Regions from separate parts of the Zea mays genome. Here regions 1 and 3 are each linked to region 2. A link is a contact called in public Hi-C data. All regions are on one chromosome and are shown on one strand. The core of a region is the stretch at or near the end of the contact, and the rest is flanking DNA. Distances in the headings are between cores, read along the strand shown.

The links. A called contact is a pair of places that touch in the nucleus more often than the background predicts.
Region 1: a contact with region 2 is called in a Hi-C map of tassel, with 5 times the contacts expected there. The contact joins the promoter of LOC100275919 here to the promoter of LOC100383028 in region 2. A contact is called at or near these places in 4 of 25 Hi-C or Micro-C datasets (ear, leaf and tassel).
Region 3: a contact with region 2 is called in a Hi-C map of leaf, with 3 times the contacts expected there. The contact joins the enhancer-like site here to the promoter of LOC100383028 in region 2. A contact is called at or near these places in 2 of 25 Hi-C or Micro-C datasets (leaf and tassel).

The regions. Positions count from the first base shown.
Region 1 is chr1:42,577,335-42,582,167 of Zm-B73-REFERENCE-NAM-5.0, reverse strand. LOC100275919 reads left to right here and starts at 3,428. Exons shown (of 1, transcript XM_020547116.1): 1 at 3,428-3,993. The coding sequence starts at 3,502. The coding sequence ends at 3,789.
Region 2 is chr1:42,361,408-42,365,941 of Zm-B73-REFERENCE-NAM-5.0, reverse strand. It overlaps LOC100383028 (Ankyrin repeat-containing protein), which reads right to left and starts at 1,692. Exons shown (of 3, transcript NM_001349060.1): 1 at 1,533-1,692; 2 at 367-790; 3 at 1-269. The coding sequence starts at 754. LOC100281058 (protein binding protein) reads right to left here. Exons shown (of 4, transcript NM_001153977.2): 4 at 3,546-4,534. The coding sequence ends at 3,760.
Region 3 is chr1:42,601,409-42,606,230 of Zm-B73-REFERENCE-NAM-5.0, reverse strand. No RefSeq gene overlaps it. Among protein-coding and RNA genes, the nearest start is that of LOC100275919, 25 kb to the right of the region's middle. Within about 2 kb of position 2,865, at least 10 of the 20 cell types and tissues checked have an H3K27ac peak or open chromatin away from gene starts, as enhancers often do. A contact at or near this core is called in leaf, where this site is marked.

The DNA of each region.
Region 1 (4,833 bases), core at 2,179-4,678, 210 kb before region 2:
CTAATTGTTTGGAGTGATTCTGGACTTAGGAGAGGATTTGATCTCTTGTTTGTGTCTTGGAGTGAAGTCTAGAGCTCTTGTATTGAATGCAATGGCTGAAAACTTGGATGCCTTGAAGTGTGGTGGTTAGGGGGTATTTATAGCCCCACCCACCAAAATGGCCGTTGCGGAGGCTGTCTGTCGACGGGCGCACTGGACAGTCCGGTGCACCACCGAACACTGTCCGGTGCGCCAGCCACGTCACCCAACCATTAGGGTTCGACCATTGGAGCTTTTGACAACTGGGCCACCGGACAGTCCGGTGGTGCACTGGACAGTCACTGTTCACTGTCCGGTGCGCCTTCTCGCGCCTGCTCTGACTTCTGCGCGCGCAGGCCGCACTGTTCACCGTTACTGTACACTTTTGCACACGACCATTGGCGCTGTAGCCGTTACTCCGCATGGCACACCGGACAGTCCGGTGTTACACCAGATAGTCCGGTAAATTATAGTGGAGAGCATTTTCCAGAAACCCGAAGGTGGCAAGTTCGGAGTGATTCTTCCTGGTGCACCGGACACTGTCCGGTGGCACACCGGACAGTCCGGCACGCCAGACCAGGGCGGCATTCGGTTGGATTTGCTCCTTTCTTTTTGAACCCTATCTTGGACTTTTTATTGGTTTGTGTTGAACCTTTGGCACCTGTAGAACATATAATCTAGAGCAAACTAGTTAGTCCAAATATTTTGTGTTGGGCAATTCAACCACCAAAATCATTTAGGAAAAGGTTTGAGCCTATTTCCCTTTCAGTGGGCCCGAGGGCCACTGTCGGTACCCTAAAACAGGGGTACCCTCTACTGCTGCATAAAAGCACTGTACCCACGCGGCTATCTGTAGTCGCGTGGTAAAAGGGATGTACGTAGGACCAGGCCATGGCTCGCCCAAGCGTCCGACGACTACTCTGGGCCAGCAACAGCACCGACCCCACCACTTGGGCAGGTCCGGTATCGCCACGTGTCCAGAGAGCTGCACACTCTGGGGCATCACCAGCGGGCCCAGACCCCCATGCGGAGGTGCCAGACGCCTTTATATATAGACCAGGCCTCCGGCTAAGGTCCAGGACCCCCACGGGCGCAAACTGGACCCCTCTGTGTGGGGTCCGGGCCGCTCACAGCAGGGTCCGGGGATTCTAGGACAGAGAATACCCATGCCTTAATCAAGGCCAGGCGGGGGTCCGGAGCCGACACGTGTCCGGACCTTATCGTATACGCTTCTACTCCCCGCCCAGGCGGAGACCCGATGCTGCCACGTGGCCTACTGCGCGTGGCGTAAGCCAACGGGCGGAGCCTGACGTAAGGCCTCCGGGCTACGCGACCTCTGCATTTATTGAGGGTAAGGCGCGCCGCCCGTCCATTCCACTGGCAGGCGGTGTGCCGCCTCTGCATTTAATGAGACCTGTCCATTCCGCTGGCAGGCGGCGACCTGTCCATTCCGCAGGCGGCGTGCCTATCCATTCCACTGGCAGGCAGCACTCCCATACTGCCGCGTGCACTACGCTCATCATTACTCGCACGTTGCCAAGGAAGCAGCCGTCGCATATCAATACTGCGTGGACTGTGGACATCATGGTGCCCGGAGATTGCTCAGGCGATACTTGCATTAGTTACTTCTATAATGTATTCCTTCCATTATGCTCCTGGGCCCGCATGTCGGGGCTCAGCATCCTTGTATGTGCCTCCCTTGAGCTATAAAAGGGAAGGCACACAACGTTACAAGGGAGACCGAACTCAAGCTCACACGCTCACTAGCTCTCAGACTCTCATACGCAATACAACATACATAGTGGAGGTAGAGTTTTACGCTCTGGCGGCCTGAACCGCTGTAAACTCTCGTGTCCTTGTGTGTTCTTACCGTATCCACTCAACAGGCAAACCGCTAAGGCCCCCTCCTCATCCTAGGATTTAGGGCGGGTGCATTCCACCACCCGGCCGGAGATTTTTCTCTCCGACAAAGTTATATTATATAATCTAGTTGTATTATAATTCCAAAATAACACGACCTTAATTTTCATTGGATCTAGCTAGATACTCTCTCCGTCCCAAAGTATAATTCGTTTTAGACTAATAACATATTCATTAAGTAATATATGAATGTATCTTCCATATATGTTTATATTCATTATCATTTGAATAAATGTGGACAGAAAAAAACTGGGCTAGAAAAAACGATATTTTGAGATGGATGAAGTATATACATATATCACGCCATTGTACTGGATGGACATGTTGATTCTACGTTAATGTAATGAAATGATTTCAAGTTGTCCGTAGATAGTCATTGCGGTACGTAGGAACCGGTGTTTATTGCGAATATAGGTGTCGACATAACGACACCAAGTATCAAGAGTATAGAGTACCATCGAAAAGGTAGCAACAAGAGCTACTATATGTACGACCTTATACTATAAGGTATGTCTATAAAGCCATGATATTAGAGCCTTAGAAAATATATTTTTATATAGATTCGGGCTACGGTAGCCTAATACTTTAAGGAGTGATAAGAACATTACATCATGCAAAGAGAATAAAAACAGGACCACGTTGTCTTCTGTGCGATGGCCAGAATAGGGAGTAATCTGAACGGCAACGTCAGCGCGCGCGCGGCAGAGCAACTACGAACAACAGTAGTACGTACTGGCACTAGTGACACCGCCAGCCAGCCATCTGCTCTCAAGAAAGAGTGAAATTAAAGACGCAGGCAGGGGCCGATGGATGGGCTCTCGCGGCGATGCCCGCCGGGGGAATTGGTGGAGTGGATCGGCATGATGGGCGGGCGGATCGCCGAGGGAAAAGCGCGCAACGCGATAGGCCGTCCAAAGCGTCGGCATCATTGGCGGCCGGAAAGGCGCGGGTCGATGGAGGTGCGTGCGCGCGCGCAACAACCCGCATTCCCGCGGCCAAGGGGGGAGGGGGAGGCGCCGCCGCACATGTGCCCTGACGGGCCTCTGCTTCCTTGTCACGGTCGGCCGGCAACCACAGCGCTGCTGGCTGGTGGTAGTGGTACACTGGTACTGGTACCAGGAGGTTCTTGATTCCTTGACCGCATTCAGGGGGTGTTCGGTTGCTCCTGCTAAAGTTTAGTCCGGGTCACATCAAGCGTTTGACTTTTAAATAGGAGTATGAAATATAGACCCAACCAACTGGACTAGATTCGTCTCGTTTTTTAATCTTCGGCTGAGAAATTAGTTTTGTAATCCGACTACATTTAATACCCCGAACGGAGGTTCAAACATTGGATGTGATAAGGGCTAAATTTTAGTAGGGCAAACCAAACACCCCCTCAATGGCGTGGCGTGACGTGACGCGGGACCGCATTCCTTGACCGCATTCAATGGCAGGGAACCACGAAGCCGCTCTTTCTCCTAGCTTACAAGTGCGCTGTGCTATTTGCACCCTACAGATCATCCTCCAGCTTTGCTCCGCCGTCTGCTAGAAACACCAGCATTCCCAAATCCCAATCGCACGATGGCTTCAGCCGGCGCTTCCATTCCGAAGAAGGCCAGCGTTGCTGCCGTCGTCGTATTCTTCCTGCTGATCCTCGGCAAGGGGATGCCGGCGGCGGCGGGGGTGGCAAAATGCGGCTATTATTGTCGCGCCAAGTGCAGCTTGGGCTGCGAGGACAGTGCCTCGGCTTGCATCGCAGGCAACATCATGTGCAACGACTATCCTGAAACATGTCACAATTGCAAGGCCTTGGCCATCGGCGCCTGCTTCGGAGCCTGCTACAGCCGCTGCACCGACGACTGCATCTGATCGGCAGGTACTGACGGATAGATGGAAACTGTACCTCCGCACTGCACCGTGTGTGTCTGTTTACTGTACATCCGAGATCGAAATGACGTGTATTTAGTTTTTTTTAATTTATTAACCTTCAGATATGCTCTGTAAGTCACATAGGTCCTGTTTGTTTGAGATTATTGTTAGTTCAAAATAAGTTATATCATATAATTCGTTTTAGACTCAATGTAGCTTCTATATATGTCTATATTCATTATCATTTGAATGAATGTGAACAGAAAAAAAAACTGGGCTAGAAAAAACGATATTTTGAGACGGATGGAGTATATACATATATCACGCAACGCACTGGATCAGCATGTTGATTCTACGTTAATGTAATGAAATGATTTAAAGTTGTCCATGGATAGTCATTGCGGTACGTAGGAACCAATTTTTATCGCGAATATAGGTGTCGAAGTAACGACACTAAAGTATCAAGAGTATAGAGTACCAGAGAAAAGGTAGCAACAAGAGCTACTATATGTACGACCTTACACTATAAGATATGTCTATAAAGCCATGATATTAGAGCCTTAGCAAATATATTTTTATTGAGATTTGGGCTACGGTAGTGTAATACTCCTATGTTCTCACTAGTGGATGTATTTGTTTCGATGGAAAAAGTTACACAACCACAAAGAACAACTTGAGCCAAGCTCGCCCTACCTATTTTTACATGTGTTGCTTGTCCTATGCTATATATGTTTTCCTTGGAATCGAGATGTTGAACCTCGAATGGATCCCCCGAGATTGAATGTTGGACTGAGTGAACGGAATCCCCTTCAATGCTACTCATCTTCTCTCTTTTATAGCTTCAAGGAGCGATAGAGCTTACATACATGTTCTACTTATGGGCCCTACTTGTCATCGGACCAACTATGCCCAGCATCACAATCTTGTACCTATATAGCTACAGACCATATACCTTGTAGTCATGCAATACATGTCAGGTGTGCCCCATATTAATAATTCCCGTTGAGGTAACCCCCAAGGCCCTACTCAAGGTGGGGAAGGGTG
Region 2 (4,534 bases), core at 443-2,942:
CTGGCCCTTCTTGTCCGTGCGCAGCGCGATGCTGGGCTCCGCCTCCAGCAGCGCGCGCACCACCTCCACGTGGCCGTTCCGCGCCGCCGAGTGCAGCGCCGTCTTGCCGTTGCTGCGCGCGATCAGCGCCAGGCTCCCGTCCACCTCCAGCAGGAGCCTCACCACGTCCATGTGCCCCTGCGTCGCCGCCGTGTTCAGCGCCGTCGTGTTGGAGGAGTCCACCGTCATCGACAGCTGCGGCAGCGCCCGCAGCAGCTCCCTCACGACGTCTGTGCAGTGCATGATGGGTCATCGATCGAGAGGGGCAATGGCGACCATGCATGCATGCGTGCACGAGAAAGGAATGGAAAACCAATCAATCAATACCTACATCCCCTTGCTTGGCGGCGATGTGGAGCGCGTCGTAGCCGCTGCGGGCCTTGATGCCGGCGGTGGCGACGTCGTGGTACTTGATCATCTCGGCCACCAGGGCCACGTACCCGTACTCGGCGGCCACGAACAGCGGCGTCTCCCCGGCCTGGTTCTGCCTGGACAGCAGCGCCCCGAGCTCCTCGGCGTCCTTGCCGGACATCATCTGCCGCATGGACTCGAGCTGCCCGGCGCGCGCCGCCGCGTGCATCGCCGTGTCGTCGCGCTTCCCCGTCAGCTGCTTCGTCATCTTCTTGCGGCGCGTCGCCGCCTGCGCCGCCCTCGGCGAGTCCATCGCCGGCTGCGGCCTGTCCTCGCCGCTGGTTTGGTTCGTCTTCGCTTCCATCAAATCAAACTCGGGGGCACGGCGTCGCAGCAATGGCTGAAATGACAACCCACGTTACTCCATTAGCGCGTCTAGCGGCATTTTCTCCCGCCTTTTGCCTCCACTTGGCCAAATTACCTACTACATGGAGTAATTTTTTTTGCTTTTGGTTTCTCCCAAATCAGTGTAGCCCTGTCTCAAAAACAATAACTTTAGCTACCCAATCCCAGCTCAACGTGGAAATAAAATCTATGAACGGAAAAGGAGTGACGAAAAGGTCGACGAGGGGGAGGAAGTGTGAATGAATCAATTGTAAAAAGGAGGGCATGCAATGCAAGTGCGATACCCACACAAAAGCACGCCAATTTGCGTCAGAAAAACACACAAATAAATTGGGCTACTACAGATCTAGATAGCAAACTAAACGATCGCAACGACGCGGCTAAGCAACGCCCGTCGACCTCTCAATCATCGCCCCGTTCCCCTGACGACGCAAGGCAATGCGAAGCGATCACCGCGGAAAGCCGCCTCGATTCGTTCCACCTCAGACCTCCTCGGCACGAAAAGGCAGCGGGAAGCAAAAAATCAAGCAGCAATGGAACGCATGATGGGGATCCGTGATCCGCGTCCGAAATATAGAATCCGGCCGGGACGCCATGCATGCGTGCCCCCCCCCCCCCCCCCCCCCCGGCCCATCTCTCTCCGCGAACAGGAACTGGGCGGCGGCGGGCAGGGCAGGGCAGACAACGCACACATGGGTGGCTGCCGGAACCCCGCCAAAGAAAAAAAAAATACATACCGGCGTGACGAGCTCTGCGGCGCATCCTCCAGCGCGCTCCCGGCGTGCATGTGAGGCATGGGGCCCCTACTAATCCGCAGGGGGCAGAGGCGGATGATGCGAGGAAGAAGACAAGGGGCCGGGCTGGCCGATCGCCGCCGCTAAATAAATCGCAAGTTGAATGAGCAGGAATGGGATCGAAATTCTTGGTTCGTTTGTTTTTTTGCCCCCCTCTTTTGTCTGTTTTCTACTTGTTTTTTGAAGAAGGAAAAAAAAAGGATCTCTCTGTCTACTCGTTTTCTTCTGCCTAAATTAAGAAACGACCACGGAGCCGCGCGGGGGTGTCTGGTTCAGAGCTCGCTCGTGTTGAGACGAAGTTGGTGCATGATCGCTCGCTGCAGATGTTAGGTGGCGACCTGACTCTTGCTTCGATTTGTTTTACTACCTTGGTTTCTTCGGCTTCGGTCGTGCACTCGTGCTCATGCCATCGTTGCTCCTTCTTCTTCTTCTGGTATTTAATTTTGCTGCTCGTGTGCGTGCACGGTGCGCCTGTCTTTAAAATTTCTGTGGATGTCGTTTTCGTGTCCATCCCCGAGGAGGGAGCCGGTCCACGCATTCCTCTACCACGTCTTTCGATTGGGTGATGTCGGACGGAGCGGTTGTTTCGGAATATAATTTGGACGAGAGCTCAGCTCAGCTCAGCGCCGCAGAGGAGGAAAAGAAAGGTGGGCGGCGACCGTTGACGCGGCACGGGTCACGACTCACGAGTGCAGTGCAGCCTCACGCATTGACGCGGCTTCTGGCAGCTTCTGGCCAAAAAAACTGTTGCGGACTACCAAATGCTCAGATTTTCAGCCAGATTTTATAAAATTCGTTGGAGCAAAAACTATCCAAAATCAACATAAACACATAATCGGTTGAGTCGTTGTAACAGTAGGAATTCGTCGCTTTAGATCCTGAGTCCTATGAATAATTTTATCTTCCTCCACACGTAATCATAATAATATTCAGATTCTCCACACAGCCATATTCTCCACACAGAACTGAACCAAACAAAACCGATGATAGCAAACGAGATGAACGACCGAATATTATATATATTTATCGGCAATGACATGAAGTATTTGTTATTGTGTCTTTCTCTGAAGCAAAGTATTAGAAAGCCTGGGTCTGTACATGCAATATGCATAAACATACCACCACAAAAGCGTGTCCTTTTAGGTCTAGGAAGCTTTAATTTATTAATTTACAGGATCTGCATATGCGTCTTTAAATCTCCAAAGCGGAATCTCGTGCTGGTGGTGGCGCACTGAACGACCTCCATCATCATCTATCTATATCCGCCCCCGCGAGCTTACGTAGTCGCGAAGGAACGAAAGCGAGAGTACGTAGAGAGTACCATTATCGGTAACAAACTTGCAGCCACCACCTGCTACAGGCACAGCGTGGTGTTTTACCTACCTATCATCTTATTCGACCTGAGGCTTTTGTCCTGCTTAATTATGTTGATAGCAAAAACCTTCCAATGGACCAATCATGTACAATAAACGTTGACTGAGAGTAGACAAGCCAGCTGAGTCTGCCATCAGTGCCTTCAGCTCACACGGCTTTCACGCTTTGGTGTCATGCGTACGTACACCTCCTCTCTGGTGTCAGTTTCCTTCTAGATCCCCTGACGACTCTCAAGTTCCACACATGGGGTTTTCAGCCAGACGCCAAGCTCCCATCTCCCTAATCTACTTGGCCAGATGCCTCTTCCTCATTTTCCCGTCTCCATCATGCGTCCAAATTCCAAGTGCAGTCCAGCCCCAGGGTGTCCTGTCCTACAGAGAGAGAGAGAGAGCACCAAGCAACGGAATATCAGAAGGGGCAATTTTTTTCTCACCTCTCGCTCTCACGTGCTGTCTCTTCTCCATGGATGCGTCTCTGTGAGTAACGAACGGCTCATGAGTTCGACGAAGGACATGCACAAGGAGCACAGCACATGCTGCATATATATAACAACGACAATAATAGTATACTCCATACTATATAATCTGATGAGAAATCTATCTGTAGCAGTATACAACCGTCGCCTCCCGCCGATTCACGAACAAAGGGAATGGCAGTTTTTACACCCAGCTTATTGGAATGTACAAAGTCAACCAGCCCCCACTAGCATCTCAAGGGTCGTGATCCATGTCTACCTTTTCGTGCCGCTGCCAAAAGGGTCTGTCTGTCTGGAGGAACCAGCTGCACTGCGCCGGCTTCATATGGCGTAGATACGGTCGATCTCCGAGTCCGAGAACTCCGAGTTGTGCTGCCACGAGCTGGAGCCGCTCCTCCTCGTCGACTTCACCTTCTTCCTGATCTTGCGCGTGCGCTTGGACTTCACCACGTAGTACGTCATGGTGCCGAGCACGCCGGCCATGATCACCCCGCCGATCAGGGTCACCAGGAGCGCCGCCCACCTGAAGTGGCGCCCCACCACGATGTAGGACGACGAGATGAACGCGACCGTCGTGCACACCGACGCCAGCCACATGAGCTTGTTGATGATCTCCACCACCCGCCGCTCCGCCTTGGTCTCGCCCCGGACCAGCGTTATCTGGACCACCACCACCGCCAGCGACGTGAACAGCGCGACGGCGTTGAAGATGAAGAACACCTTGAAGGCCGTCGCGTGCACGGCCACCGCCACGCCGTCGTTGGCGTTGCCGCCGGGCACCGTGAAGATCGCCGCGAACGCCACCGTCGCGAACAGCACCGCCACGACGGTCACCGAGTTCGTCGCGTTGTTGATGCCTTCCCTGTGGAGCTTCCTCAGCTCCTTGGCGATGCCGTACACGTTCTTGTTGGTTTTCCTCGCCTGCTCCAGCTGGGTATGCACGTCCTTCTTTATCTCTGTCACTGTTTTCCTCAGCTCGTCCCGAGGCTGGTTCAGATCGTTTGCTCTGACCGCACCGGCACGGGACAGGCACTCCTTGATTTCTTGAGACTCCTCTGACAGGGGAAGGCCCTCGGCTATGTCGAACGCGGTCTTC
Region 3 (4,822 bases), core at 1,616-4,115, 240 kb before region 2:
AAGCTTTTGATGAGTCTATGCAGGAACGGCTACGTCATGAGGACATGGACTTCATCGACGAGCGCAGGTGGCGAGCGGCGATCCGAAATGCACGGTACAACCAAGTGCTCAGGCGCTACCACCAACGGTTCGTGCATAATATGGAGCTCAGGGTCGGGGACCTTGTCCTAAGGCGAGTACTGAACCGAGAAGGGCTCCACAAACTCTCCCCTAGCTGGGAGGGTCCCTTCAAGGTGACAGAAATATGCTGACCCGGGTGTGTCCGCTTGCCACAACTGAAGGAGAGCCTCTTCCCAATCCGTGGAACATAGAGCATTTCCGTAAGTTTTACCCATAAAAACAAACCTGGGGATTCAGTTTTCTTCCTCTATAACTAGGTTGCACATATATGTACGTCAACCCGGTGAGGTCCGCCCTCATAAACCCGGTCTGTTGGCCTACACTCATGAATATCAAGTTATAAAGAAAAGATTCACCCCTAGATTTGTTTTTGTGATGGTTTTATTCTGCTTCAATTTACGAGCATTATTTTTTTATCTAACCCACCCATACAGTTCCCACCCTTCCTGGTATAATGACGTCCGAATTGAGTAAGCCAGGCTTGCAGTTTAGGACCCCTCTACTGTGGCAGAACCTCCCAAGTTATTGGGCTCACATGCACCTGTCCTTGTCTCAAAGACCTCAAACGGCTATGCATGTGCACCAGATAACTTAACAGGATCCGTCCGATTGCCCAAGGACATCAGATAAACCACTTACAACCAGGACCGCAAGATTAAGTAACACAAATCACACACACCAACATTTTTGCAGCGGAAATCTTATTACCAAATTTTACAGATTACAAAAAATTTACATTATTTTATCGGAGTGATTAGAAAAGTATAAGTTTGAAATATATGCTAGCTCAAGTGATCATCCTCAATAAGAAGTATAGAAGAGTTACATAGACTTTTAAGAAGGCCGAGCCCACCGGCACTTAACACCATCAACAGCAGCACAAAGTTAAAACCTGAAAAACAACAGGGAATAAAACCCTGAGTATGGAATTACTCAGCAAGACTTACCCGACTAAACAAAAGACTCTCAAGGGTATGCTGGATTTGGGAATCAAGGAGAGGCTTTAGACAGAATCAACTTAGATACTTTTGCAGAAATAGCTTACTAAAGTGAGTCCTTACTTTCAATATTTTAACGCCAGATTAAATATTAATAGCCTCTGTTTGCATCTGGTCTAATTTCACCATCTCATCAATACAACATCATTTTTATTCATGAGGTTCACATCCTGACTTAGGTTGCAGGTCAGTGATCAAGTCTCCACTCTCCGGGGATATAACGACGATCCGAATCGATTTACTCAGCTGAGGATCTCTAACCACACGACATATGTAGCACTTAACCCTTGCATATGTCAACCGTTCCCACATATCCTCCACAACATGAACCGGTCCGCGCTACCCGGGAGCACAGTACTCCTCCATCCAGCCTCTAGCCAGGAGGGCACACGCTACTCCCACCATCTCCCACGCCCAGTGCGCGGTTGTCTTTTCACGTATGGAATAGCCAGGTTCAAGCTTACCCTGTCTCATTTCCAGGGCATGTGGCCAGTTAAGATAGTCCTTGATCATACAGGCCTACATACGCATCCAATCCTTAATTGACCCGGGCGGAGCATCACATCACCTGTTCCTAGCCCAAGTCGCGAGTTAAATACTTTCATCCTTAGGATTGTTTTGTGTTCCTTAGGATGAAAAGAGCATAATAGGAAACTTTGCAGTAAGATCCCACCACGCTCTCAATGAAAATATTCTTGCAGGTAGAAGCCATATTTCCTCAGGATAACCCCTGAGCTAGGCCTTAATGCAAAAGACAACCTATATCCAAAAGATCTGAGCAGAGCTAAGCATTTTTGTAAATCATAAAACCGATAGTAAAAATAGTGAATCGGCTCACCACATCACAACTCGATTTGGTAGTTTTGCCTGAACGACGACAGCCTTCAGCTTAAATCCTCGATCGAATATCTGGCGAACGTGACTGACGAGCTAAGGCTGATGGCGAAGCTTGACGACGAGATCGAATAGGGGATGGTGAGCGTGAGGATTTCGCGAGGATGAGCGACATCGTGGATTCTTGGTCCGATATTTAATCGAACACAATGGAAGTGAGGGACAGCAGGAATGACAGTATTAACCATGAGCACGATAAGGGACGTGCTGCTGCACGGCGCGAAGGCGAACGATAACAATTTACGACGACAGGAATAGAAGACTTGGTCGAGGCGGGGTCCGAGCGTCCAGAGTTTTTGTCGAGGCCGAACTTGGCAAGCTGCACGCAGGCACGCGTCGACCACGGCAAGAGAGCAGAGAAAATTGTGCGGATGGCCCGAATAGAGACGGCGAGCATGCGCGCACAAAAAGCAAAGCGCGCAGAGGAGCTTCGACGGCGGCGGCTTGGGAGCTCTACGACGAGGAGACGCAGGGGCAAGCTATGGAAAGGGATGCCGCGACAAAATCCCCGGAGCGATGCAGGGAACTCGACAGCGGCGACATGGACGAGATCCGCGCACGGCGAGATGGGCAGGACCAAGCGCGATGCAGGAAGCCAGTTGGGCGCTGCAGCAGGAGCTTGCACCAGGACGGCAAGCGACGCTGGGGGAAGGGAGCTCTGTGAGCGAAATTTCGAGTAGGGAGTTTCGGTCGGCAGAGGAAGCAGGGAGGAGATGAGAGAGGCTCTCTCGGCCAGACGCCATAGCTAGGAGCTGGGGCGAGCAGCAAACAGAGAAAGGCGTACGCAGGAGAGATGGAGGGAGCTGGGCACTGGCCAGCAGGGAGCGAGGGCGAGCGCCAGGAAGGGGATGGGCTGGAGCAGCAAGCTGCAGAGACCACGCTCGGCAGAGAGAGCACGCAGCAGGAAAAATAGGAGACGCGCTAGGGAGATAAAGACGATGACCCTTGAGCGGTGATAAAAAAAATCAGGACGCCGGAGTTGGAGACGAGCACGACGATCTGGAGAAGATGAGGCCGAGTCCTGGGGCGGCAGTGAGATAAGGCCAGATGAACGACGGCAGGGGATAACGACCAATTACATGGGATATTCAGAGGAAGAGATATTTCTAGGCAGATGTACATTAAAGAAAATCTGCAGGAGCCTGGCATGGATGAAGACTTCGTGAGCTTTACAAAGAGCCGGCGTTAAATGGATAAGTACAAAACGCAAGATATTAGTGAGAGGGTGACATAGGAAAGTTTCTAGCGTGATGTGTACGTGACTTGTTGTACCAGTGGAAGATAATATCAACAGAAGATAAGGCTATAAGCCTTGACATCACGTGTAGTCGAGAGGACAAGGGAATTATCCCTTATTTTCTTAACGAAGACATAAAGATAATTAGATAATAAAAATAGAGTGCGGTAGAGATATTTATAGGAGAATTTTTCCTTTTTCTCTCTCTCTTTTTAAAGGAAAATCGTAGATATTTTGGATCACGATTTTTTAGCGATGTATACTGGGTCGATACGCTATACGGCTACACACTTCATTCTCCGAATTTAGCGAACCAAATTATTTACCAATTACTCGCTTTCAGTTCTAGTTACACTGGTCTGATTGGTTTCGGACTGAAAACTATTTTCGCGAATTCTAGTTAATTGGTTCGGGATAAAAATCGGAAGACTGGACTCAATTCCCAAATTCGTATTCGCGCGAGTGATGAATTTTAAATAATCACCGGACGCACCGATTTTCGGAACAACTATGTTCCGAACATCACGAAAATTTAGGAAGAGCCTGGACAGATAAAAATGAAAACGAAGTCGCACTCGTGACAGACGAAACAGATGCGATATTAAAATCGCGATAGACGAAAATGATTAAAATTTGACATCCGTTTTATCCACTAATATTACGTGCTTAAATCCATACTCGTTGTCGAGCGGAATTAAAACACCAGAGGTGTTACATCTACAAAGGCAGGGGGTCCGGCAGCCTGGGGGCCAGTTCCAGAGAATGGGTGCTCGTTCCCTAGGGTGGTCCAGAGCTGTGTAGCCGCTTAGCTTGGTTCCGTACTGTCGGTACCCTCGGTCAAGGGTACCCCCTACTACTATATCAAGGTGCAATTCCCGTACGGCTACCTCTTAACCACGTGGTAGTGGGACTGCGATTGTGACTAAGGCGCGCCTCAGCCCAACCAAGGGCGGTTGCTCAGGGCCCACAGCGGCGCCCGGCCGCACCACCTGGGAAGGTCCGAGTCCGCCGCGTGTCCATCATGATGGAATGCTCCTGGGCGTCGACAGTAAGTCCGGACCCCCATGGGAGTCCGACTAAGTTTGCGGACAGGACTCCCAAGGGAGGTCCGAGACCCCCACGTGTGCGTACTGGGCCCCCCAAGATGGGAACCAGACCCCTTCGCAAGGGGCCTGGGCCGCTCACGGCGGGGTCCCGGTGCACAAGGACAGAAAGTGCTTAAAGCCCTGGTCAAAGACCAGGCAGGGGTCCGGCGCTGGCACGTGTCTAGACCCCATCATGTACGCCTCAGCTCCCCGCCCAGGCGGAGACCCGATGCTGCCACGTGGCCCTCTGCCCGTGACGTAAGCCAGCGGGTGGAGCCTGACGTAGGGTCTACGTGCCGCGGGCCGCGCCACGCGTCGCATGCTACGCTATCTCGGTATTTAATGTGGAGGATGCCTGCCACCTGACAGATATGCCGTCTCAGCATTTAATACACCCCGTCCACTCTGCTGGCAGGCGATGTGACTACTTGGCATTTAATGCATTCTCTCTCTACCCCTCTAGGCGGCAGCAACTGGGCTATCTTGCA